2 separate regions of the Mus musculus genome follow, and region 2 is linked to region 1. Evidence: chromatin contacts called from public promoter capture Hi-C data. All regions are on one chromosome and are shown on one strand. Each heading gives the region's core, a stretch centred on a gene start, on an enhancer-like site or on the middle of the called end of the contact. The rest is flanking DNA. Distances are from core to core; before and after follow the strand shown.

Region 1 (4,307 bases), core at 692-3,191:
AAGGAAGCATCCAAGTTGATGTGACAACTGCCCTAAATTTAGATTATTATGGCTGGGATATTGACACACAGACCAGCAACTGAACTCAGCAACTAGTAAGTTAGGGATGCTTGTTAAGTTAGCTCTTTTTGTTTGTCTACAGATTTGTTCCTTGTAGACGACCTACATATTTCCTGAATTTAATTTTTTTTCCTTGCCTGATCTGGGTCACTAACTTCTCATCTGTTCCTTTCCTTGTTAGAGATGATGATAGGCAAGGCTACTTGAATACAAGAGAGAGGTGGGGTAAGTAACCACGCTTTTCTTCTAGCAACATTAAGAAATTGTCTGCGAAATGAATGTGGTATGTGGTGACACTGGTCACTTGTCAGGAAAGGATTTCTTTCTCCTTCTATCCCAGGCTTTGGCCTCAAAGTTCAGCAGATCTTGAAGTACATATGTATTTTTCAGAGAAGGATAATACCTTAGAAAACTGGCTCACAATGCTCATACTCGCAAGGGACAGATTTGCAACAGGACGCCAATTTAATAATTTATAGTACAGAAAAGAACTGCCAAATGGACTGAGATGTGTGTTGGCCTGTCAGCTTAGTCTCTTTTCAGTAAGGATGCCAAATCAAAAAACGAAATTAACAACAGATTGGAGCTGGATAAATCTATGCAATCCGAATTAAGAAGAGGACTGCAAGGTCAAGCTTGTTTCATTACATAGTTCAGCCAGGAAGAATACCCTATTTTGTTGCCAATCCTCACAAGTCATGGTCCTATCATCAATCAGCCCAGACTCTTAGTTTCTAATGCTAAAATCATTTCTTTTCCATCCCTCAACGCCCCTGTGACTTTTTATTGGACATCCCTGAGTGCTGGGCCTAGCTCCACCTAGATCTCTAACGGTTCTGCTTTTCTAAGATGCATTCGTTGCAAAATGAGCTGTTGCAGTTCCAGGTTGCCCTCCTACAAAAACGTGGTCTACTATTTCCTTCTTTCACCAGTCTTATCTGTGAATCAAAATGCTACTCTTTGACCTAACCCACAAGTATTTATGTTTTTCTTCCTTACTATGGTTATTACCCAGAAAGTTTGTTGCAGCTGCAGGCTGCAAAGTCTAAGTGTGGTTCTTTCACATGCCTGTAGAGGTTTGTACTACTTTGTAAGTAAGCCTTGTTTCTGAGATTTTTTTCTGAAACTTAGCTGAAAGTGTTGTTTCTATGTGTGTAGTATTTACTTGCGTATTTCTGACAATTCCATAGACATTGTGAAGAATCATTGTGAAGACTCCTATTACACTAGAGGCAGATCTGTGATCAATCACACTTTTCTTTTACTTACATGTACATTCCTTGAGAATTCATTTATTCACCCACTTGCACACTTTTCACTTAAACATTTGTGAAAATACTTTATGTACAGTACAAAAATAATCTAGACATAGCCTTTGCTCTCAGTATGATGTAGTTTTCAGTATAGCAAAGGCACAATAAATAAACAAAACAAGTTAAGTACACATTAAAATGTGAATCTAGAAATGGACTGATAGAGATGAGGATGATCTAGATTGAGTGGAAAGTTTAAACTGAGAGAGTCCCATTGTTAGTTTTGATATGTATTTTGAAGTTTGCCTCCCAAAATTCAAAGAGCAGCAGCTTCCCAGGTCTTAGGTAAATTTTCTTTATATTTGGCTTAGAAGTCTTATCTTGGCCCCAAACCTACTGGATTTAGTAAGAAAAACATTCGAGTTGTGGTAGAAGGAAATAAGGTAGGTAACAGTTAAGAAGACAAGGACGTATTAGCTGTTTGTACAGCACAAACGAAATAAAGAAGAAATCACACTTGATTAACGTCATCTGCTCAAGGGACTTACCTACGTTCTGTGCAAGCAAGGTTTCTGTGGTGAGACATTAATGTGCTCTACTTCCTCTTTCAACATTATTTTTCTTTCAGTTATCAGCAGGATATGTGCTTGCTGCCCAGAGTTGTACCTTTTTACTCTCATCTCTTTGCAAATATACAAGACTCTATCCCAGCTCAGCATCAGGGTAAGTTCTAGCCCAGCACCTGTAACTTTGTGGTTCTGTTTGGGAGGATTGGTGGAGAAAGAAAGATCTGGACTGGGGCAGATGTGAAGGCCGTGTTTTGAATAAAATGGTCTTTGGTTTCCCATCTCAGGATTGTTACAGAGGGAAGAAATGTGATTGTCTTTCAGTCTAGCCAGAGTTCAAAGTGAAGTATAATGTGATCAGCTTCCACTGTTACAATAGCAGTATGAAGGATGTGATGCAACTCACTGCTTGCTAAAGGGGCTTTCTATACAGTTGACAAGGAGTAGTGGATGCCACAAAAGGTAAGTACAGTGTTGCATTTAGTCTCATTTGGAACAATTTGACATACTTAGTCAATAAAAGAGGATTTGAACTTGTGCTGTGTGTAATTTATCTAGTTACATACAAAAAATAATCTAGGTTTGAGCTCTTAATGGTAATCTTAGCTTACAGAGATACTGGGACAAATAGTATTTTTTTTTTTCTCTAGCATGAAGGAAGACAGTCTGATGATTTATTTTGGAGCTAAAAGGTCTATACAGATAAAAATTCCTTATGATACAGTCAAATTATCTGAGACAGTGAGATGAAGCCACTTAAGAACATTCAGGTAATTAGTGGCAGAATTACAGCTATGAACTGTGTCTTAAAACACATGTTCATTTTTCCTTACAGAAGACTGTGTCTTTCAGTAGTATAAAACTACCTATGACCCGTTTGATTGTCAAAGTTTGTTCAGAGGTATTCCTTGATTCATTGTTGTTCTAACTTCAATGCTTAGAGATAGCAGAGTTCAAATGTGAGACACTTATCTTTTCAGTGAATGCACTTTAGAGTGGAGCTAGCAGTAGTGAGTCAAAAACCAGCTTCTCTAGGGATTTCTTCATGGCAGACTGTGTGCTTGGATAATCCCAGAATTAGTCTACATACAATGATGCCGACTTTGCTCAGCTTCTCAAGAGAAGAGAGTCTCGATTTTTAGAATTCTTCAAGTGGGGATATTTTTGTTTTGCTTGTTTAAATAAATGCAGGGAGTCATTGTTATAGTTACTAATTAGAGAATTTATGCAAAACTAAAATACAGGGTACATGGGTAGGCGTTATGCAAATATACTTAGGGTTTCTAATTGTCTAAACTATACGGATTATCTAGGCCATAAATTTAGGACAGTTGCTTTTTATAATGTTTTTTGCTGAATCCAATTGCTTCTTTGGTCAAACACAGTTCTTTTTAGGGCCTAATTGAAAAAGTTGTTCGGTTTGAACTGTATGGACTATTAAATCCAAGTAGTGAAAGAACAAAGAACTCCAAGTGAATAAGCACAGTTTTGGGGGAAGTTTTGGGGTGGTACTTGGTGGCTGTGTTTGAGATAAATAACTTGGGGTTCTATGATGCTCTTGCCATGGTTCTAACAAAGAACACAGATATGTTTGCTGTGAAACTACAGTATGGACAATTTTCCACAATCAGGGCAATGGTTGGGTGGGGAGTTCTACAGTGTACTTTAATTAAATTATCCCAAAATTTTACTTGAAGTTCATATCAGGATTTGAAAGACATTAGTTCTTTCAAGAAACAAACAAACAAAAAATTAATGAAAGCTTGCTGTTGTAAAGAACCAATCCTGGACTTAGAACAATCTACTCATTGCATTGGTACTTTGTAACTATAGTGTATGTTGTCACCAAGAAGAATGTGGACATATATACTTTTAGCACTTTTATTAGAACAATGATTTTGCTTTTTTTTTAAAAACACATCTCTGGTTCTTTTTCTTTTTCATTTTTTCTAAGACAACTACCCCTACTATCAAGGAAAATAGAAGTAATTTTTATATACATGTTTGCTAAGTTGTGCTGGTTTCTTAATGACAAGAGCTTTAAAAGAGAAGGAGAGTTGAGAGGATGAGGAGGAGAGGATGAGGAGCCATCGAGCTTGTACTTAGGGAATGAATAGAGCTTCATTCCAGAACTGACTTTCCATCCTGAGCCCATTGCTTAATCGTTTTGGGAAATGGGATTACTTATTTTGAGTGCTAGTATCCTCAAGTTTCAATTAAATAATTCACTAATAATATCATTTGTAATTATCATTCAACAATGATTTTTGATAATTACATACACACAACTATAATGTTCTAAGTATATCTTCTCAGCAGGGTAGTGGCTGCATCAGGATCTGGCAGTGACAGTAGTGAGAGGGGTAGTGCCCATAACAGACAAGGTAAGTTAGAGCTAGAACAGAGTTAAAGACCATTGAGCTTAATT
Region 2 (4,307 bases), core at 710-3,209, 60 kb after region 1:
CTGCTCCACACTTTGTGTCTGTAACTCTTCCCATGGGCATTTTGTTCCCCTTTCTAAGGAGGACTGAAGCACCTAAACTTTGGTCTTCCTTCTTCTTGAGCTTCATGTGGTCTGTGAATTGTATCTTGGGTATTCTGAGCTTTGGGGCTAATATCAACTTATCAGTGAAACCATACCATGTGTGTTCTTTTGTGACTGGGTTACTTCCCTCAGGATGGCATTTTCAAGTTCCATCCATTTGCCTGAAAATTTCATGAACTCATTGTTTTTAATAGTTGAGTAGTACTCCATTGTGTAAATGTACCACATTTTTTTTGTATCCATTCCTCTGTTGAGGGACATGTTGGTCCTTTCTAGTTCTGGAAATTATAAATAAGGCTGCTATGAATGTAGTGGAGCACGTGTCCTTATTACATATTGGAGCATCTTCTGGGTATATGCCTAGGAGTGGTATAGCTGGGTCTTCAGGTAGTACTATGTCCAATTTTCTGAGGAACTGCCAGAGTGATTTCCAGAGTGGTTATACCAGCTTGCAATCCCACCAACAATGGAGGAGTGTTCCTCTTTCTCCACATCCTCGCCAGCATCTGCTGTCATCTGAGTTTTAATCTTAGCTATTCTAACTGGTATGAGGTAGAATCTCTAATGAGTCCCTCCAATTGGAGTTTGAAAGAAAAAAAAAAAAACCTGTTAAGAGATGTAGCCAGCAGTCGCCTGGTTCATCAGGTTTCAAGGGGGGCAGGGAACAAGGACTCTTATCTCTCAAGTACTGGTAATTTGAGTGGTAATTTGGTCAGAAATCTAGCCTCATGCTACCTATCTTCTGAGTCCCTGAGTGCATTTGAATGAAAGGATAATAGTCTAATTTGCTTATTACGGTGAAAAGGTGCAGAGGAAGGCACACATCCATTGCTGATTTTGGATATAATATAACCAGTCACTTCTAACTTATGCCCCTTTGGTTCCCTTGCCTTAGAGCATTGCACATTAAACTATGAGTGAGGACAAAACAAAACCGATCAAAAACTTTCTCCCATAAGTTGCTTTTGTGGGTATTTTATCACAGCAATAGGAAAGAATCTAAGATATCCAGGTACTAATTCTGGCTTTGCTTGCTTTACTTTTTAGGGTAATTACTTCTTTTTTCCTTTTGAGGCTTCATGCCTCATAGCAACATCATCCTCATTTGCTTTTCCTGATATAATATAAGAAAATAGAAACTGCTATATGAAAAGGGAAAGGTACAGAATAAAATACATTTCCAGGGATCCTCATAGTGTCTTAGTTACTGAAACTTTAAAAGAGTAAAACAAAGGTCACTAAGGAGGAACTTTCAGTTCCAAAGCTTTGCTTTTGTTTTACTTCATGTTTTTAAATGAAAGTCTGCAAGTGACTACTACCTAACCATTTTAGTGGGGCTATAAGATTACAAAATCCTAAAAGGTTGTATTTGAGATCCTTACCAATCCATTCTGAGAAACTGTAATGCTTTTCAGGCATTTCACTTCTTCTCCAGATATGCTTAAAGCTACCCTAATAATATCTTTACAATATAATTTTAAGAACTTAATGTGTTACTATTGTTTAAGTATATGAAGACACAATTCTTAACCTCAAAGAAGACCACAAATCACACATTAGGTCATCTCTTTTATGTGACCTTACTAATCACCACCTTTTTGGTGATTTCAAATTCTTCCATTTGGGTGACCAATAAGATTTGTCCTAACTCCCAAAGAAGTTTTTATTATTACCATTGCTTAATTCCTAAAACAGACAATATGGCAAAATGTAGCTAATTTGGAAATATTGACCTCATATAGCCAGCCTGAAAATCATATGTGACTCAGACATATGCCTGCATGCTCATAGAAAGGGGGGGAAAAAAGGAAGAAGAAAGATGATGATAGAATAAGTTGGGCGTGTGCATAGCAGGAAGCTCAGTGCATTCTTGACACATTCTCTTTCGAAGTACCATAGCAAAGGCACATGACCGTTTATGTCTTTAGATGGAAACATTAGCCATTGTAGTCATGGGATGTAATGATATCTAGAAGCACAGTATCTTTTATAAGTTTAGGAAACTGTGGTGTAGTTAGCTAGATAGTAGCCTTCTGAGTCCTGGGAATGGATTTCTCTAAGAAGTAGATGCCGGAAGATTGCAGCAGAAAGAAGCCATGGTAAGGAATTAAATATGATGGGAAAAAATGGGGAATCAATATAAAATTGATACTTACTGCTTTCTGTAAAAACGCAATTAGGATTTTATAAACATAAGAATTGATTTTTCAATGGTAAATAAAATTCTAACAGTTAAACTGGCTTTTTGCATAGCCCACAATTTAAATGTTCAGAATAGACTGAGACAACGACTGTAATACGTGGCAAATTAAAGTCAGATACTCTGTTCCTGATTGAAGAAGTGTACAAATCATGGAAACTCTGAATTTATCAAAGCCAAAATTTGAATTTACTTTGCCCACAATATCCTCTGAGGCAAAGGCTTTCCCAAACAACTGAGTGATGCTGACAGACAGTTCTACCTCCCATTAGAGGTAAACGATTTTGTTTTTTTTTCCTGTTTTGCTGAATAAACTACGTTACTTCCTCTTCTAGCTGTAAAAGCCTGCAGTTCACTACAGGATATCTGGGTAGAAAGGGTAAGGTTCTTGGCTTTCTCTTCATACATTCAAAAATAGAACTAAAAAGCCTCTGTGAATTGAAAACGACAGTGTGATTTTCTGCTGCTTCCACTGAAAACTTAATTCTGAGTCTGCTAATATCTTACCTTTGGGGGGATATATTGTTATGAAGAATGGAGACTTCAGTGAGGTAATATCTATTTATAAGTTTAAGTGGTTAAAATGTTCGCTGAAACTGCTGCATGCTTTCTGAGAGGAAATGTGGCTGTCTAGATAGAAAGCTCCTTTCTCTACAATTTAGCATGCCACTGACAAAAACCAGGGGTTCAGACTTGTAGTAAACATTGCTTCTAACAATTCTGTGTTAAAATTGAGATTGTGGTTCATTAAATGCATTTTTGTTAGTGTGAGCCAACGGGAGAAAATAAACTTACAATTTTAAACCCATGGTTTGTGTCAACCAAATTAAAGCAGCATTCAAGTAGTAAATGCATCTAAGTGCCTTAATCTTTTCATAAGATGAGACTTGACATGTTTTCTCAGATTGGGACATTTTCCATGCATGCATTTTCCGGTGGGATGTGATGGCTTCAAATAGCACAAAAGGATTTTCATCAAGCCCTAGAACTTAGCACAGCTGTCGAGTCTCAATGGGGCTGATTCTCAGCTTACGATGAACATTTCTTTGGATGTATTTTTAATTTGAGAACATGGGAAGCATTTTCAGAAGGCGTTCCAAACATTTTGCTGTCTTTTTTAGAAGGAATTCCTTCTGTGGTTTTAAAAAAACGTGTTCTTTTTAAAGTCTGCTAATTTCACATGTGGAATTTGATCCTTCTATATGTAAAATTATCCACGTGTGTAAAATTACATGATTTTATGTGAGATTGTAAGCCTTAGTAAAATATGTTTAATGTATTTATTAGGAAAATATAAATAAAACCTATTTACATCAACATTTTCCTTCTCCTGAGATGAGGAAATCAGTGTATTTTGTACATATTTAATTTTCCCCAGAGTGAAGTGTTGAAGATAGTAAATAGCACCTTTAAAAAATTGTCCAAATGGAGTTTTTTTCTGTAAAAATTTAGGATAAATGCTTTATTGTACTACTGTTTTTTTCCAGTAACAAAATGAAACTAACAGCTGTAGACTACATGAGCGTGACTCACAGAATGGCACTATGTGTATATTATGGTTGCCAAGCGGCACCATACTGTCTGCTATTGAGAAAGCTTTGCCTAATCTCCCTGACCACAAGTATGGGTGGGGCTTTTTTCCTATAGCAAAGTTGTTCCAAAGTGACTGATACTGGGGCCAGTATATGAAATCCAGGCAGGCTAAGAAGCTGCAAAGCTCTGGGAACCTCAAGAAGGGCTGAAATCAGCAGCATTCCCTGGACAGACCCTCTTTAGAAACAGTTTTGGTGGGGTTGTGACAAAAGATGTCCTCAGAAAACTTAAAGTTCTGGGTGGAGTTTTCGCCACCAGACAGTTTCCCCTTCCCCCACTCCACCCAGGAAGTTTAATGAGAAGAAAGATCAGTTGTTCAAGTGGCTTTTGAGACTAGATGAGGGAAGAAGGAAATTAATCATCCGTGTGTCCCTAGCAGCAGACTTTTAACACAAAGTTGGAGCTTAGTAGGGACTAGATGTTTGCTGAATTG

The links. Capture Hi-C pulls out chosen DNA fragments and counts their contacts.
Region 2: a promoter capture Hi-C map of adipose tissue shows a contact between it and region 1. The contact joins the promoter of P2ry10b here to the promoter of P2ry10 in region 1. A contact is called at or near these places in 12 of 39 promoter capture datasets (the 3T3-L1 cell line, 3T3-L1-derived adipocytes, the C10 cell line and 6 more), 1 of 15 datasets of contacts at CTCF or cohesin (pro-B cells), 44 of 484 Hi-C or Micro-C datasets (the 63-12 cell line, B cells, the C10 cell line and 23 more), 13 of 115 datasets of contacts at active chromatin or transcription factors (the 230-238 cell line, CD8 T cells, the HPC-7 cell line and 7 more) and 3 of 9 other capture datasets (adipose tissue, liver and macrophages).

Annotation. Positions count from the first base shown.
Region 1 is chrX:107,087,392-107,091,698 of GRCm38.p6, forward strand. It overlaps P2ry10 (purinergic receptor P2Y, G-protein coupled 10), which reads left to right and starts at 1,942. Exons shown (of 3, transcript NM_172435.4): 1 at 1,942-2,036; 2 at 2,167-2,341.
Region 2 is chrX:107,146,968-107,151,274 of GRCm38.p6, forward strand. P2ry10b (purinergic receptor P2Y, G-protein coupled 10B) reads left to right here and starts at 1,960. Exons shown (of 2, transcript NM_001122596.1): 1 at 1,960-2,180.